Regions from separate parts of the Mus musculus genome. Here regions 2 and 3 are each linked to region 1. A link is a contact called in public Hi-C data. All regions are on one chromosome and are shown on one strand. The core of a region is the stretch at or near the end of the contact, and the rest is flanking DNA. Distances in the headings are between cores, read along the strand shown.

Region 1 (4,905 bases), core at 979-3,478:
AAGAGAAGAGTCATTGTAACTTCTCTTTTTGATTAATTGTAGATGTAGGCTCTCAAGAGTTGCTAAGAAACCCCTTCTCCATTGCTTTTTTCTGATGGGTGAAATTATAGGGTGTCTTCAGAGGTATCTTGGATGAGTTTACAATCTGATAAAACCAGGAGCTATTAGAATCTATGTGAGCCATTCTCATTCAAAGCACCACAAACCCCTAGTCCCAGAGGGACAAGGGCAAGGGAGGCAAGTTGTTAGCTTGTCTTGAAAGGAACACTTTAGGTGACCTCAGTAGATGATCATCAGAAGAATAAACAAATATTCGAGTTCCTTTCTTCCTGACTTTCTCCTGCATTTATCCCCAAAGCACAAGTGGCCTGGGAAGCGCGGTACTCGTTGGCATTCACTACAGGAAGCTGGTACAGTAGGATAGGATTGCAAACCTGGATAGCAAAACCCCAGCCCAGAGCTGGATGTGTCAGGCTGTTGCTTAGGTGACAAGCAGAGAGAGAGGATGCTATGGGTTGGCTCTCAGATGACTCACATTTAGGTTGGATGACTGCCTGAGAAGAAAATGTTCAGCACAGAGCACCAATCATAAGCATATGCCGCCAACACCACTGACTGCTGTGCTTGGCTGGACTGGGATGACTTCCTGGAGGATAAAGTTGCTAAGACAAGGAACCCATTGTAAAGGATGATAAACTGAGCCCATCTTAATGTTTGATAAATTGAAAAAAAATCATGAGATGAACTTCTCAAGATGCTTTCTGCTGAAACAGGAAAAAAATGAGGTTGATGTGGAAGTTAGGAGAATGCGAGGTGGGCAGGAGAGTTTCAGTGGTGATTCCCAGTACTGACATTTTAAAAGCTGGTACTGGGGTTCAATGGTTAAGAGCACTGACTTCTGTTCCAGAGGATGTGAGTTCAATTCCCAGCAACCACATGCGGCTCACAACCATTTGTAGTGGGATCTGATGCCGTCTTCTGGTATGTCTGAGGAAAATTACAGCATACTCATATATATAAAGGCTGGCATTACTGTGTGTGTGCATGATGAGGGTGTGGAAGTGTGTGCATGTGTGAGAGAGATGTGGCAAGGGTGTGTGTGTGTGTAAGCCAAGGACAACTTTGTAAAGTCTGTTCTCTCTTTACACTTGTAGACTCATCAGGATTGTGTGGCAAGTGCCTTTGCTTACAGAACCCCCTCATGGCCCAGTATTGACATTTTAATCACTTAGTTTTTGTTATTGTTCCTATTGTCCTGAGTAGATGAAATAGATATCAAGGTGTGTGTCTTATTTAGTTTCAGTTGATACTCATTTTGACTAATATTGACTTCATACACATGGCTCCAACCTCTAAGAAAACTTTGCCCAATTCGTTTTAAAGAATATTCTAGAAAAAAAAATAAGCAAACTCATTTGTATAGTTGTGAGAAGATGTGTGTGTGTATTTTATGGTTAAATAGTAGACAAATGAATGTGTAAGGGGTCAAGTTCAATGGGGGTTAGGGCTGTCGGGGTCGGGGACCCAAGAAAAAAAGAAAGATATTCCTTTAGTATCTTTTTCCAAGCACTATAACTAGTCATGGGCTTTCCATGTTACCCAACAGGGCATCCAGCAAGACTCTGGTGTTCTAAATTTGTGCACCAAGAGATCACTGCAGTAAATATTTTCTGTCATTGGACTGTAATTATTATGCTTGTATACAATCAAAATCAACCAGAATTTCCAGAAGTATCCCAACTACTATAGTTACAAATGCCAATTGGCTTGGGGGGCAGGGGAACGTAGCTAATAATAACTAATAATTATAAACAGGACAAGAGAGGGAAGTGAGGGCAGTTTTACTTCAAACAGATTTACAAGATGATTGGCATGTATTCTTGGGGAATCCTGAGAAATGAGTCAAATCTCTAGTGGACTAGCACCCCTCCACCAGCACAGTAGCTTTTGGGTTGCCAAAGTCTCACTCTGGTAGCAAGACATCTTCTTTCTGAGCTGGGCACTCCTTTTGGTGGCCTTTCTCCACTACTCTCACCAGCGCTTGGACCCGCCCACCCTTCCCGGGCTGCGCTCCGCCCACCCTCCCTAGCCCTGCTAAGGCCCGCCCGCCTTCCAGGGCGCATCCTGTTCACTATCCCTGGCTGAGCTAGGGCCCGCCCACTCTTCTGGACCGCGCTAGGTTCCGCCCACTTTCCCGGGACACGCTCCGCCCACCCTCCCTGTCCGCGCTCCGTCCCGCCCACCCTCGCTGCGCCGGCCTCTTCCCACCAGCTCGGAGCTGCAGGCCACGGCCGAGGGGCGGGGCGGGGCGGCCGGGAGGAACCGCGTTGAGGAGCGGGAGGGAGATCCGCCGCGGAGTTACGTGAAAGTTGGTTCGAGTTTCCCGGTGTGATCCCTTGCGTTCGGCCGGCTGCTCCCGGGCTCCTTTCCTCCCTACGGCCTTCACGGTCCATTCGGCCCTTCTTTCTGCCACCGGCCGCCATGGAGCAGCCGCCGGCGTCCAAGAGGTAACGACGGCGGGAGCGGGATGAGGACGGAAGCAGCGGCGCGGGGCGGGGGCTACTAGGCCCGGCCTGCCGCCGCGACCCTGTCCCCGCCTGCTCGGCGCTGAGCGCAGCCTGGTCCAGGCGCCCACCGTTCGGCTCCGTCCCTCTGCGAGGCCAGGGACCCAGAGGGGACGCCGAGTCTCCGTGCCGACGTCTTGAGGGCCTGGTGCGCCGCAAATTGAGTGGCCCTCGCTGGGTTCCCGGCCCTTCTGGTGGCTAGGAGGGTTTGAGTAGTAAATTCCAGAAACCTGGAGATAAGGACATCAATGCACGCTTCTCTTATTCTCTCTCTCTCTCTCTCTCTCTCTCTCTCTCACACTCTCTCTCTCTCTCTCTCTCTCTCTCTCTCTCTCGATCAAGTCTTCTTAATAATATAACCATTCACTTTGTGAAGACAGATCGCTTATTTACAGTTTAAGGAATTAAGTATATTAATAGCCACGCAGAATGTAAAACATTATGGATGTGCAGCAATGACAGGTGTTTCCCCCCTCCCCCCAAAGTTCTAAAGAATTTATGGATCCAAGATAGATGGAATGTTAACTTAGAACCTCTCCCCCATATAGTTTTGCACATAAAAACAGTGATACTTTGGTATGCTATATATTGTTTATGTTTAATCATGGACATATTGGATGCATCTGTGTACAATATGTTTGAACTAATCATTTCAATCATCTTAGGAAACTAAATGTCCATTGATAAACGTTCATAATGTCTTCTCCCTGTTCTCCATGAATGAATAAAATAATTGTTTGACGCTGGGTAAAACATTTAACCTCACTTTCATTTATAATTTACAAAACTGTCTAAGAGAGTGCTATAGTGAAGATTAAAGTCTTCATGTGCTCTAATATCTAGAGATATTTAGATGTAAGGTGTTAGACTCATGAGGTGGAATCGTTAAAAAGGTAGGCACTTTGAGAACCGTTGTGAATTGTGTGATTAGACATGTGAGCCTTGGTTTCTGGAAACCATCTGTTCAGATGCAAAAAAGGGGAGGATGTGGACAGTTTCCCAGAAGGGACAGGCTATCCTTCTGGGCCCTGGAAGCAAGTCAGTTGTTAGATTCTAGCATGTTATTGGTGTCTTTCCTCTGGTAGTCCCTGGATACTCGCCTTCCCCACAATAACAGAAGAAAACCTGAAACTTTTTTTTCTTTCTGTTTTGGAAGGGCAGTAAAGGGGAGATCTTTGAGACTATGGCATAGGCCAGCTGGAATGACTGAATTGAAATAAAAGATCTGTGCTGGTTGGCTGTACTGTAAATTATCAGTTTCATTATAGCTGTAAGAAAATGCCTGCACTTGACATTAGTGAACCTGGACAATCAGAAGTTGTGGGTGACAATTCCATCGTGACTTATACTTTACAAAGCCATGCTTGCACATAAAACTTTACATTTTAAATTTCCATTTCTTCAAAGACTCATTTTAATCTAGAAATGCAATTCTTTTAGTTCTTTTGTTTTTCCCCTCATATGTTGTGCAGTGTGGCTTGAGTGCCTGGGTTTAAGAGCTCCTTCTGCCTTTGACTCAGGAATAGTTGGGACTAGGATATAGTTCCTGTGCAGGAAGGGATTGTTTTTAAAATTCCATTTTGTTGATTTGGTATCCCTGCCCTCCACCTCATGTGTGTGTGTTTCTGTAAACCCAGGCCATGACGTGTGTGTAAGTCAGCACAGCTTACAGGAGTTGTTTCTCTCCTTTCACTGAGTTCTGGGGCTTAAACTCAGGTGATCTGGCTTGGTGGCCGGTGTCTTTATCTAGTGCGTTATCTTGGTGTCCCAACAAGAAGACATTTGCAATAAGCAAAAGATACAGACTGCTAATCTTTTATATCTTAGTATCTCAGTGTTTTATTTTATAGCATTTCCAAATTAATAGTGTTTATCCTCACAACAACTCTATGCAGTAGGTTGCATTAGAAAAAGATTATAAAATCTCATTTTATAGATGAAGAGACTAGGAATTCACCAAATTGAAGCTTGTGTGTTACTGACAGTGAGTTTCTGTGTAGCCTCTTTGACCTTTGTTGTCTATCATGAAGCATAACTACCATTTTTGAAATCTTATTGTTTGCTAGGAAGTTTACTCATTGTGACTTAATGTTGGGCTTTTGTTCTCAGAGCCTCATTAGGTATTTTGTTCTGCTGTTTAGAAGGCTCATGAACCCTCATCTGCATGGTCTATCTGAAACATTTTTATGTGATAAGATTGCTACATACCCTGCTTTGGGTATTCACTTTTGGAAATAATAATCCTGGCCCTACCACTTCCTATGCTAGTTCTAAATGTAAATGTCTTCACCTGTAAACTGTATCATGGGAATGAAATGGGCTCATGTGAAGTGCTTCACAG
Region 2 (4,905 bases), core at 1,721-4,220, 120 kb before region 1:
GGGTATTAGAAGAAAGAACAGATTTTAAGCATTTAGAAAGGTCTGGCTCACTTTTCAGTGGCTGTGATAAAACACCACAACCGGGGGCTGGTGAGATGGCTCAGTGGGTAAGAGCACCCGACTGCTCTTCTAAAGGTACAGAGTTCAAATCCCAGCAACCACATGATGGCTCACAACCATCTGTAACGAGATCTGATGCCCTCTTCTGGAGTGTCTGAAGACAGCTACAGTGTACTTACATATAATAAATAAATAAATCTTTAAAAAAACAAACAAACACCACAACCAAAATAAACTTGAAGAGGAAAGGGTTCGTGTCCTCTTCTGTTTTCAGGTCACAGTTCATCATGGCGGGAAGTCAGACAGGAATTTGAAGGCAGGAACTGAATGAAGTAGAAAGCATAGGGAAATGCTGCTTGCTGGTTTGTCCAAAAGACTGAGGGCAACAGGCAGGAAGAAGCAATGCTGCCTTCTTTTGTGCTTTTATATCTGGGGAGCCTCCAGAAGATGCCACGGAGATTTGGGGCAGGTCTTCCCAATTCAAATAATCTGATCAGGGAAGTCCCTTGTCCCAAACATGCCCAGTAGCTTGAACCATAGTTGATTCCCGATCAAGCCAAGCTAATAACAAACATTAGCTGTCAGGTCCACTGTAGGGCAACATCCAATTCACTTCCGACCATAACAGAAAAGGGCAGGGCCTGGTCTCTGTGTGGCTTAGGATGAAACTGATTGTCAGCATTTTGTTACATTTAAAGTTGGAGCCTTGGACCAATGTAACCTGTAGTGCTATGTCCTCATGGATGACATAAGATCAGAGTATGTATGTCTCTACATCAGGAGACTATTCCTTGTAGAGGGTGGAGCTCAGCTACTACTTCCAGCTACTACACACCACCCCCAGCCATCTTCCCCCTACATAGTCCTGTTCCTGCTGTGCATACCTTGGGTTCATATAGGATATAGGATTTATTTAGTATATATGGTATGGAGGATTGACATGGCTTGGGTTACTAATGATGCAGCTTTGTGAGTGATTACGCATGCCGGGTGGGACTTTGTGGTGACACAGATTGCTTCTTAGTCACTTTCTATGCTTGTTCAAGCTGAGCAAAGTCCTCGTCAGTTTGGCCCATAGGGAAGTCTGAAAGGCATTTTTTTTTTTTTAAATTAAGATTGATGTGGAATGAGCTGGGTGTGGTGGTGCACATCTTTAATCCCAGAACTCAGGAGGCAGAGACAAGCGGATTTCTGAGTTCGAGGCCAGCCTGGTCTACAAAGTGAGTTCCAGGACAGCCAGGGCTATACAGAGAAACCCTGTCTCGAAAAACCAGAAAAAAAAAAAAAGATTGATGTGGAAAGACACAACTCACTGTGGGCAGTGCCATGAAGCATCAAAGCAGTAAGCGGTATCCCTCCATGATCTCTGCTTCAGTTCCTGCCTCCAGGTTCCTGCCTGGACTTCCATCAATGATATGTGACTAGAGTATGTAGCCCGAATAAGCCCTTTCACCTCCAAGTTTCTTTCATTATGGGATTTATCACAGCTATAGAAAACAAACTGAGGTACCCATGATCTTGTAAGTAACCGCTCACCCATGTTTCTATAAACAAGCCCACCACACTTACTGTATCACCATGCTAGTCTTGAGTCTAATATCTTGGGTCTGATGTGTGCTGTCTGGGCTTGAGAGATGTCTCTTCACATCTCACCAGGTTTCTGACAGAGGAACTAGCCTCATCCTTGTGCTCACAGATCTAGGCCCCACCTACACTTCTCCATCTCAGCTCAAAATCTGCTTAGCTGCCCAGATTTGCTGGGTAGATTTTTGTCTACTTGACATAAGCTAGAGTCACTTGAAAGAAAGGCCCTCACCTGAGGGTCACCTCTATCAGACTGGTCTGTGGAAATGTCTGTGGAACATTTTCCTAATTGCTGATTGATTGTGTGGGTGAGAGGAGGGTGAAATCCCTGGACCAGTGGGTCTGGGCTGTATATAATAAAAGGAAGCAACACACAGACCAACAGTTGTTCCTTTATGGTCTCTTCTTCAGTTCTTGCCCCCAAGTTACTGCCTTGACTTTCCTTGATGACTTACAAGCTAAGTAAATCCACTCTCTGTATTGTTCTTGGTTAGTGTTTTATCACCGCCACAGAAAGCAAACTAGGACATCAGTCTAAAACTCCGGGCTCCGAGGAAACCTGTGATAAATCGTGGGCGTTATTCTGTGTGGTTACGGTTTTTACACAGCCTGATCTAGATTCTAGGCCAACAGCTCCTGAGCTCTGACCAACACACACATCACACCTTGCCAAGGTTGAGAACCTTTCGGGACCTTGCCTTGCCTCCTGGTTAGAGGCCGTTGTGGTGACCTGCATCAGAGTTTCCTGTGTCTGGAGACGCTGCACCTTAGCTATCCTGGGGTCAGGTTCCGTACAGTGCCCTCACTGCCCCTCTCTGATATCCGTGCTTTGGAGAACTCTCTGTTGGCCCTGTGTTTAACAAGCTCAGGCTCTGCTTTACTTCCCTGCAGTTTGTCCTCCAGCTGTGTCTGTGTTGTGCTCTGCTGGTCCTTCCTGCATGGATGTTAAGGGGAAATAGACATTTACTTTCTCTTGAACTGAGCACTAGCTTCAGTGTCAGCCCAGAGTCACATTGAGTATAATAAATTTGCATCTTTCTAAATGGCATCTTGAGCAGAGTAGAAAGTTCCAGATCCCATATATTAAGAGATAACTGATTTTCTAGCTGGCTAATAAATTACATTTCCATGTCAACAAGTGGGTTTTTATTTTACCATAAGCAATTTTCCAAATACAAGAACTTCTAAAGAGCAGATAAAAGCAGCTGTAAATGTGATCTCGGAATAAATATGAAGAAAGGCAACAGAAGCAGCCTGCAGAGCCAGCTGTGCTCTCTGGAGCTTCCCAGTCCTCCTCAGCCAGGCACACACGAGCTGGAGGGCTTCTTTCCAGCACTGCTTGCACTTCTTCATGGTTCTTGAAACCGTGCAGACATTCTGGTTCCTATCAAAATAGCAGTCACCATCACCAAGATTATCCACTTCCTCCTTCTCTTCTGTTTCCCTCTGACCCCTCTTTGGCATCTGTGCCTTCCACCCCGATGTTGAAGATGAGGAGTCTTGATTAGGAGAGGCTATGATAGCGTATGTTTTAATACAGGGCTGCGCAAAGCAAAGGTTAGCCTGTGATTTACGGAATCATGCTACTCACCCGGGCAAGGAAGGCTCTTAATCCCTTCTCTTTAATCCCACAACCCCCCAACCAGTCACATTTCCATCTTCTGGTTGCAGCTGCACTTGAAGCCCTTGAAGCCCAATGCACTTTTCCAGGGATGGTAATTCCATCTTCCTGAGCAGATTCAAAGGTTAAACAGTTCTGTAGAGCTTGTGCTTTCAACAGGCAGGAGTGCAATCAAGAAGTGGCTTTCAGGCCAAGAACAATACAAATTGTAGTCAGAAAGAGGGGCTGAAAAAAATCTTTACAATTTTGAATGAGATTGTATTAGTTTTAAAATTTTTATTGGTGTGTGTGTGTGTGTGTGTGTGTGTGTGTGTATGTATGTGTGCGTGTGTGTGTGTGTGTATGTATGTGTGTGTGTGTGTGTGTGTGTGTGTGTATGTGTGTGTGTGTGTGTGTTTTATGTGAACTCAGGTCAGCAGGATTGTGAAGCAAGCACCTTTTCTAGCTGAGTGTCTCACTGGCCCTGAGTTTGTGTTTTTGACACTGAAGGCTGTGGGGCTGCCTTCTCTACTGTAAGCATGCCGTGGTATTTGTCTCAGCATTATCTTAAAACTTAGGTCACTCAGTTAAACTGGTTGTGCATTCAGCACAGAAACCATTTCTCCTTCAGCTCTTAGATAGTGTGTATTCGACTTTGACTTTGAGATAGGGTCTCAGTATCTTAAGATGGCCTAAATTCACGATCCTTTTGCCCCAGCCTACAGATGTTGGGATGATAAGTGTGTACATCCATGTTCAGCTCCTGAGTCCAGCTGCCAACCAGTCATAATCTCCAGACTTCTGTTCCTTTTGGAATGGTCATGTAATTCTCATTCATGTCTCTTTGGCCATATTTTCCAGACACTGGAAGTCTGATGCTTTATTTTATAACTTTCAATCGAAAGCTAAGTATTCACTATCAGCTAAGCATATAGCTCTGTGGATCAGTGCTTGATTAGTGTGGAGACCTGGGTTCGATCCCTGGTCTGTATACTGTAGGTATGGTGGCATATACCTGCAATCCCAATACTCAGGAGGTCGACACAGGAGGGCCAGAAGTTAAGGTCACCCTCAGCAATATGGCAAGCTTGAGGGATAAAAGTAAAACCAAACAAAAAAACCAACCAACCAACCAAACCAAATTAATATCGGTCATTAATATTGGCAGAAGAATTAGGATTATTGAGCCAAAGTCAGGTTCAGGAGTTGTCAGGAGAGCCCGAGAGGTTGCCGCCTGACAAGGTGTCCACTATAGCCTGATGGTGACTTGCAGAGCATCAGAACAGTGAGTGCAGTCAATCAGACCTTGTGGCTCCCCTGGGGGGAAGCCTGGACCGCGGTGACATCATTTCCTTTTCAGAACTCTTTCCAGATGAGTCCATTTCTGAATAACCGGAGTGAACAGTTTCTCTCCTGCCCTTCTCTTTTGTTCCCCCATCGTTTTAGCAGCAGATTTTGCCCTCTTCCTTTTGATTGGTGCTGTACTGTGTCACACATTGACTACAGCTCTGTGACATTTTATGTGCGTGCCACCCAGATGCTACTCCCCCATGGGAAAGAGCCCATCCTTGAACTCACAGCTTAATGTACTTACTGCAGCCCCCTCCTACCCACCTCTTCAGCCCTTTGACCTTGGCCCAGCAAATTAAACCCTTTGCTTC
Region 3 (4,905 bases), core at 1,729-4,228, 100 kb before region 1:
CTCCACTAATGACTTTAACTGGAGGTTGCCATGAACAGATTTTATTTTAGGAAGTCTGGATTGTTATTGAAGTTTAGAGAAGACTAGTAGCCTGAAGACAAGTCAGGGGTCAGCTTCCGTCATCCGTGCAGCAGTTCCTGGTGACCTGACCTGCAGTGATGTTATCATGAAGACAGAGGGACAGAGTAGTAAGATGCACAGGAGGCACAATGCTTGGCTGAATGAAGGGAAGGACGCCTGCTTCTGACCTGAACAGAGATACTCCCTTGTGGAGAATTTTGGGGGTGTGAGGTGTGTGTCCATACACCTAAAATCTCATACATATGCAAACAGCCCCTACCCTGTGTTTACCTGTTTGCACATGGTACAAATGACAAGTTCATTTGCATTTACTTGTTTCATGGAGAGGTCCTTGGGCTGAATGTTTTCAGAGTCCAGAAAAGGACCACAGAGGTTTCCTAGAATTATTCAGTTATTGGCTCTTTTCACCTTGATGATAATTTGAGTCCAATTCTCAGACATTTAGGATATAAAATTTTCTTCCATAAAATTTCCATTCCCTTCGGATCCCATTTTCCATTTTCCACCTCTTGTTTACAGTATGAGGATCTGACAGCTGCAGGTCTCTTAATAGCCTGACATACTGAACTGAAATGGCTTTTATTTACTACTGTTTATACAGAGCACTGGTAACATGTGTATTCACACAGACACACACAGAGACAAAGATACAGAAACACACACACAGACACATACAAAGACACACACACATGGAGACACAGACACACAGAAACACACAGAGACACAAGACATGGAGACACACACAGACACATACAGACACAAACACACAGAGACACAAATACACACACACACACACACACACACACACAGAGAGAGAGAGAGAGAGAGAGAGAGAGAGAGAGAGAGAGAGAGAGAGAGACATACGCTCTAGTTTTGTAAAAGTAAAGTTAAAAATGGTGGTAGCTGTACCCCTAGCTAGTATGGTGGCTGAGGCAGGAGAATTGAAGTGCCCTCCTGTGGCTGTAATTGTTGCCCCAGCCTGACAGAATCACCTGCACAAGTTCTTAACTTGCATTCTCAGCCTTCCCTGGTACATTGCCTAGACCAGGCCCTGGGTTCAATTTGCAGCACAGCAAATAGTTAGAAATGAGAACACTGAGTAAAGCCCTTGGGAGTGGGGCACTAATCCCTGGCTCCACATTTAGAGATGGTTCCAATGTCTCCTGCTGCAGTCCCTGAGCCAACAGCTTTCCCTGCAGCCCCAGAATGTAGATTGAGTCTGGATTTTTACAATTACTATTGCCAAGAGTATCTATAAAGCAAAACAAAGCAGAACAAAACAGCAACAACAAACACATCAGAAAATCAGATTCTCACACATTTGAGTTTACAAACCCAAACCCCTGTGTGTTCTAGAAACCCCCTCGTTGGAATAAAAGGCATTGGTGAATCAGGAAACATAGCTCTCTTTCAAGTGAATCCCTCAGCTACTAGCATTGATAACCACATTCAAGGCCAAAACAATAAAATGGAATCGTTCTTCAATTCAAGGACAAGCACAGTGTCAGGCTTAGTGGTAGTTAGAAGATGGATCTCTACCAAAATAGTGTCTTATCTGTTATATATGTTTTCAGCTAATGGACAGTTGTGAACTATGGCCTAAAGAGTTTCATGTCCCTGGAATTAAAAGAAAACCAAACTTGTTTTAGAGTTGTTGTTTTTTGTTTTTTGTTTTTTTTGATTATTATTTCTCAAGAGACTCCAGTTCCTGCGTCATACACTATGAGTACTGAAGGAGGTAGGCTGTGAATGACAAAATCCAGGTGAAAGTGCCATTTACATGACCCCCAGGAGCTAGTGGAAGGAATCCGTATGCCAAATCCATTTTTTGAAGCCTGATGTCTTTCTAGTCACAGATTGGCAGACTGGTGCATGGTCCTGTTCGTGTTTCCCAAGAGTCTTGCTTGCCGTCACATGAACAAGGTACTTTTCTACAAGAGTAGCCAGTGCTCTTAATCACTGAGATGTTTCTCTAGCCCCTGTATTTGATTTTACTTTTAGGGGTTGGAGGATGCTAGAGTTTGAGCCTAGAGCCTCACACGCGCTAAACATGTTCTCTGCCACTAAGCTACACTCCCAACCTCTTAGCAATTCTTAAAGTGTCATCTAGGGACCAGTAGCCTGTGCATCCCTGGGACACTGGCAAACAATGAACATTCTTGGACTGTCTCCATACTGACTGAGTCAGTCTGTGGAGGTGAGGTCTAGCAGGCTGTGTTTGAACAGCAGCTCAAGCCATTCTGACACATATTAATGTTTAAGGAGCACTCATTCAAATGAAGGGTAGTACATAACCTTGAGTGTAAATAATATTGGACTCCTTGTTATGTTATTCTGTTTCTGGAACAGTCAACTAACTGAACTTTTATCTTTGAAAACAAACCCAAGGACATTAGTGATAAGATGAGATTTGAAATGAGCTGAGCCAGCTAGGCATGTCAAAAGGTTGTCACATTAACAACAACTACAACTACAACAACAAAAAAGCAGGCTTTAAAATATAGTCCCAGGGTTGGGCAAAGAGATTTCTGGGAAATGTAGTCTATTTATTATAGGAATCTCTTGCCAACAAGAGGAGATTGGAGTTCTGGAAACTGTCTCCCTGGAGAGAGATGAAGCTTTCCAGGGCACCCCAAACTTGGCTGCAGACAAGCCACTTCTCCTGTTGCTGGCAACAGGTCTCGGGTGGGAGACCATTGCGTTTCATCTTTGCATGTTTGTTCTGCTTGTTGAACATGGACTTTCAGAGTGTCTTGTTCTGTAATTCAAACCTGAGTTTATAATTAGGTCTGAAAAGGGTTAGTTCCCAGGCAATTCCTTATGAAACTGGTAAGGCAGCTGCCTTTGCTTTGGCTTGTTTTGATGTAATTTATTGGAGAGAGCTGCAGCATTGCTGTTTTAAGTTATACTGGGCAGGCCTCTCTGCTTTGTAACTGGGAGGGGACGAGGGCTGAATTCTGCTCTTGGGAACTTTGGATGGATGAGCGGAAGATGCTGGCACAATCTTGTCTTTCGTTGTTGGAAAGTAAACTCTGAATTAGTCAATGTGTTTAAGCCCACCTGGCTCAAGTTCAGCTGTCTGGCCTGAGGAAAAGGTTTAACCAGCTAAATTACAGAGGCCAGAAGGTCTGCCTAGCAGGACTCAACAGAAAACAATCACTGGTGTGCTAACTCAAAGTTTCCTTTTTCAGATTTCACCGAGACCGGAAACATTCTAGTTAATACACACACATAAAAGTCTCGATAGAGATCTCTCCCCCTCCTTTAGCATCTGAGTGTGTGACACCTGAGCCATAGGTTGTTTGTGGGACTATCGATGCATAGCCCCTGGAACTTTACTCAGTTTGGATTGTTTATACGTTCACTTCTGGTTTTCTTTGGAGAAAAGACTCTGCTGCTCTATAAAGTGTGGGGACTGCTGGCTTAGACAGAGGTGTACAGCCTCATCTGTACTGTGTAAGTCAAGTTACTGATCCTATGAGTCCACAAGACAAACCTCAATCTACGGAGGCACTGAGGCCCAGGATTCTACTTGGTTTTGTGTAAGGGCTCAGACTTCAAATGCTCCCCTAAGCCCATGGTAACCATTACTCTAACTCTCCCTCAGCTTCTGTCCCCTTAAAAGCTTCCCATGACTCTCCTTGTTTCCAAATGCCTGGCACTTAGTCAGATTGCCAAGCATCTGCCTAAAAGACAGAAGATCAGTGGCATTCTCGCCTGCCATTTTGTCCCCAGCTGTGAGGTCTTGTGATCATTGTGTCCAAGGTATGATCTTCTTAGCAGCCTTGTCCAGGATAGAGTCATCTCTGCTGACTTCCTGGCTCTGAAGGCAGAGAAAGAGCTATAAACAGTATTTTCTATTCATTTGTTATGCAGCTCTCTCTCTCTTTCCCTCTCCCCCTCCCTCTCCCTCTCCCCCCACCCCCACACATGTAAAGATCTAACACAAGGCCTTACACACAGGCAAATGTCCTATCGTTGAGCTACACTCCGGCCTCTAGGTTTTTTTTTTCCTTGTGGTTGAATCCTGTTACCTATTTGTTCTTTTAAATTGACACCTTTTTTTATTACTTTGATTCTTTAACAGGGCCTTCAGAAGAAAGAGAGGGCACACATGTGTGCTGAAGGTTGTTTATACTGGCATTTAAAAAAGAATCTTATTATGAAGTCATTATGTATTTATCAGAAGTTGCAAAAGTAGTAGAGAGAATTTTTTGGGAGTGTTAGGGAAATCACCTAACTTTATTGTATTCGGCATAGTATCAAAGTTAGGAAACTGGCACTGATGTGGTTCACAGAGCACTGCAGACTTCAGCAGGCTTTCAGGTGGGTGGGTAAAGTTCCATGCTGTCTGAGCACGTATGGATTATTAGAGCCATCAGTCAGGATGTAGGGCTACTCTATCACAAAAGCCCTTTCACATTCGTGCCCCTGCCTCCCCTCACCCCAAACCTCTAAAACTCTCTAATCTGTTGACTCTATAATTTTGTCATTTTGATACCTTTGCAAATGGAATCACATGATATGTAAATATTTGACAAGGTCTTTGGTTTTTCCTTTGGGTTCTACCTGTGTTGTTTTCTGTATAGGTAGTTTGTTATTCTTGCTGGCTGAGTGGTATTCCATAGTCTTTATTACTGCTTAATGGCTAAGGAGGACCCTTTGAATGGTTTCCAATTTGAAGGAGTTACAGGTATTTACTTTGAATTTGCTTAGAATTTCTAACAGATAAAAACTTAAACATAAAATACAAAAATTCTGTAAATGTTGAGAATAACATCAATGTGTGTGTATATGTGTGTATGCATATATGTACATGTGTGT

Evidence for each region. Hi-C and Micro-C count contacts between places; a contact is called where the count stands out from the background.
Region 2: a contact with region 1 is called in a Hi-C map of uterus, with 2.3 times the contacts expected there. The contact joins the enhancer-like site here to the promoter of Stk3 in region 1. A contact is called at or near these places in 4 of 39 promoter capture datasets (the 3T3-L1 cell line, the C10 cell line and maxillary cranial neural crest), 1 of 15 datasets of contacts at CTCF or cohesin (the NIH/3T3 cell line), 4 of 484 Hi-C or Micro-C datasets (cortical neurons, myeloid progenitors, nephron progenitors and 1 more), 2 of 115 datasets of contacts at active chromatin or transcription factors (both in embryonic stem cells) and 1 of 9 other capture datasets (adipose tissue).
Region 3: a Hi-C map of uterus shows a contact between it and region 1. The contact joins the enhancer-like site here to the promoter of Stk3 in region 1. A contact is called at or near these places in 4 of 39 promoter capture datasets (the 3T3-L1 cell line, 3T3-L1-derived adipocytes and the C10 cell line), 1 of 15 datasets of contacts at CTCF or cohesin (the NIH/3T3 cell line), 2 of 484 Hi-C or Micro-C datasets (nephron progenitors and uterus), 2 of 115 datasets of contacts at active chromatin or transcription factors (the SCID.adh cell line and embryonic stem cells) and 1 of 9 other capture datasets (adipose tissue).

What each region holds. Positions count from the first base shown.
Region 1 is chr15:35,153,129-35,158,033 of GRCm38.p6, reverse strand. It overlaps Stk3 (serine/threonine kinase 3), which reads left to right and starts at 2,228. Exons shown (of 11, transcript NM_019635.2): 1 at 2,228-2,507. The coding sequence starts at 2,482.
Region 2 is chr15:35,276,771-35,281,675 of GRCm38.p6, reverse strand. The region is part of intron 1 of Gm52178 (a long non-coding RNA gene); the gene reads left to right. Among named protein-coding and RNA genes, the nearest start is that of Gm52178, 17 kb to the left of the region's middle. Within about 2 kb of position 2,970, at least 9 of the 459 cell types and tissues checked have an H3K27ac peak or open chromatin away from gene starts, as enhancers often do. A contact at or near this core is called in uterus, where this site is marked.
Region 3 is chr15:35,253,919-35,258,823 of GRCm38.p6, reverse strand. The region is part of intron 2 of Gm33497 (a long non-coding RNA gene); the gene reads right to left. The region is part of intron 1 of Gm52178 (a long non-coding RNA gene); the gene reads left to right. Among named protein-coding and RNA genes, the nearest start is that of Gm52178, 40 kb to the left of the region's middle. Within about 2 kb of position 2,978, at least 7 of the 459 cell types and tissues checked have an H3K27ac peak or open chromatin away from gene starts, as enhancers often do. A contact at or near this core is called in uterus, where this site is marked.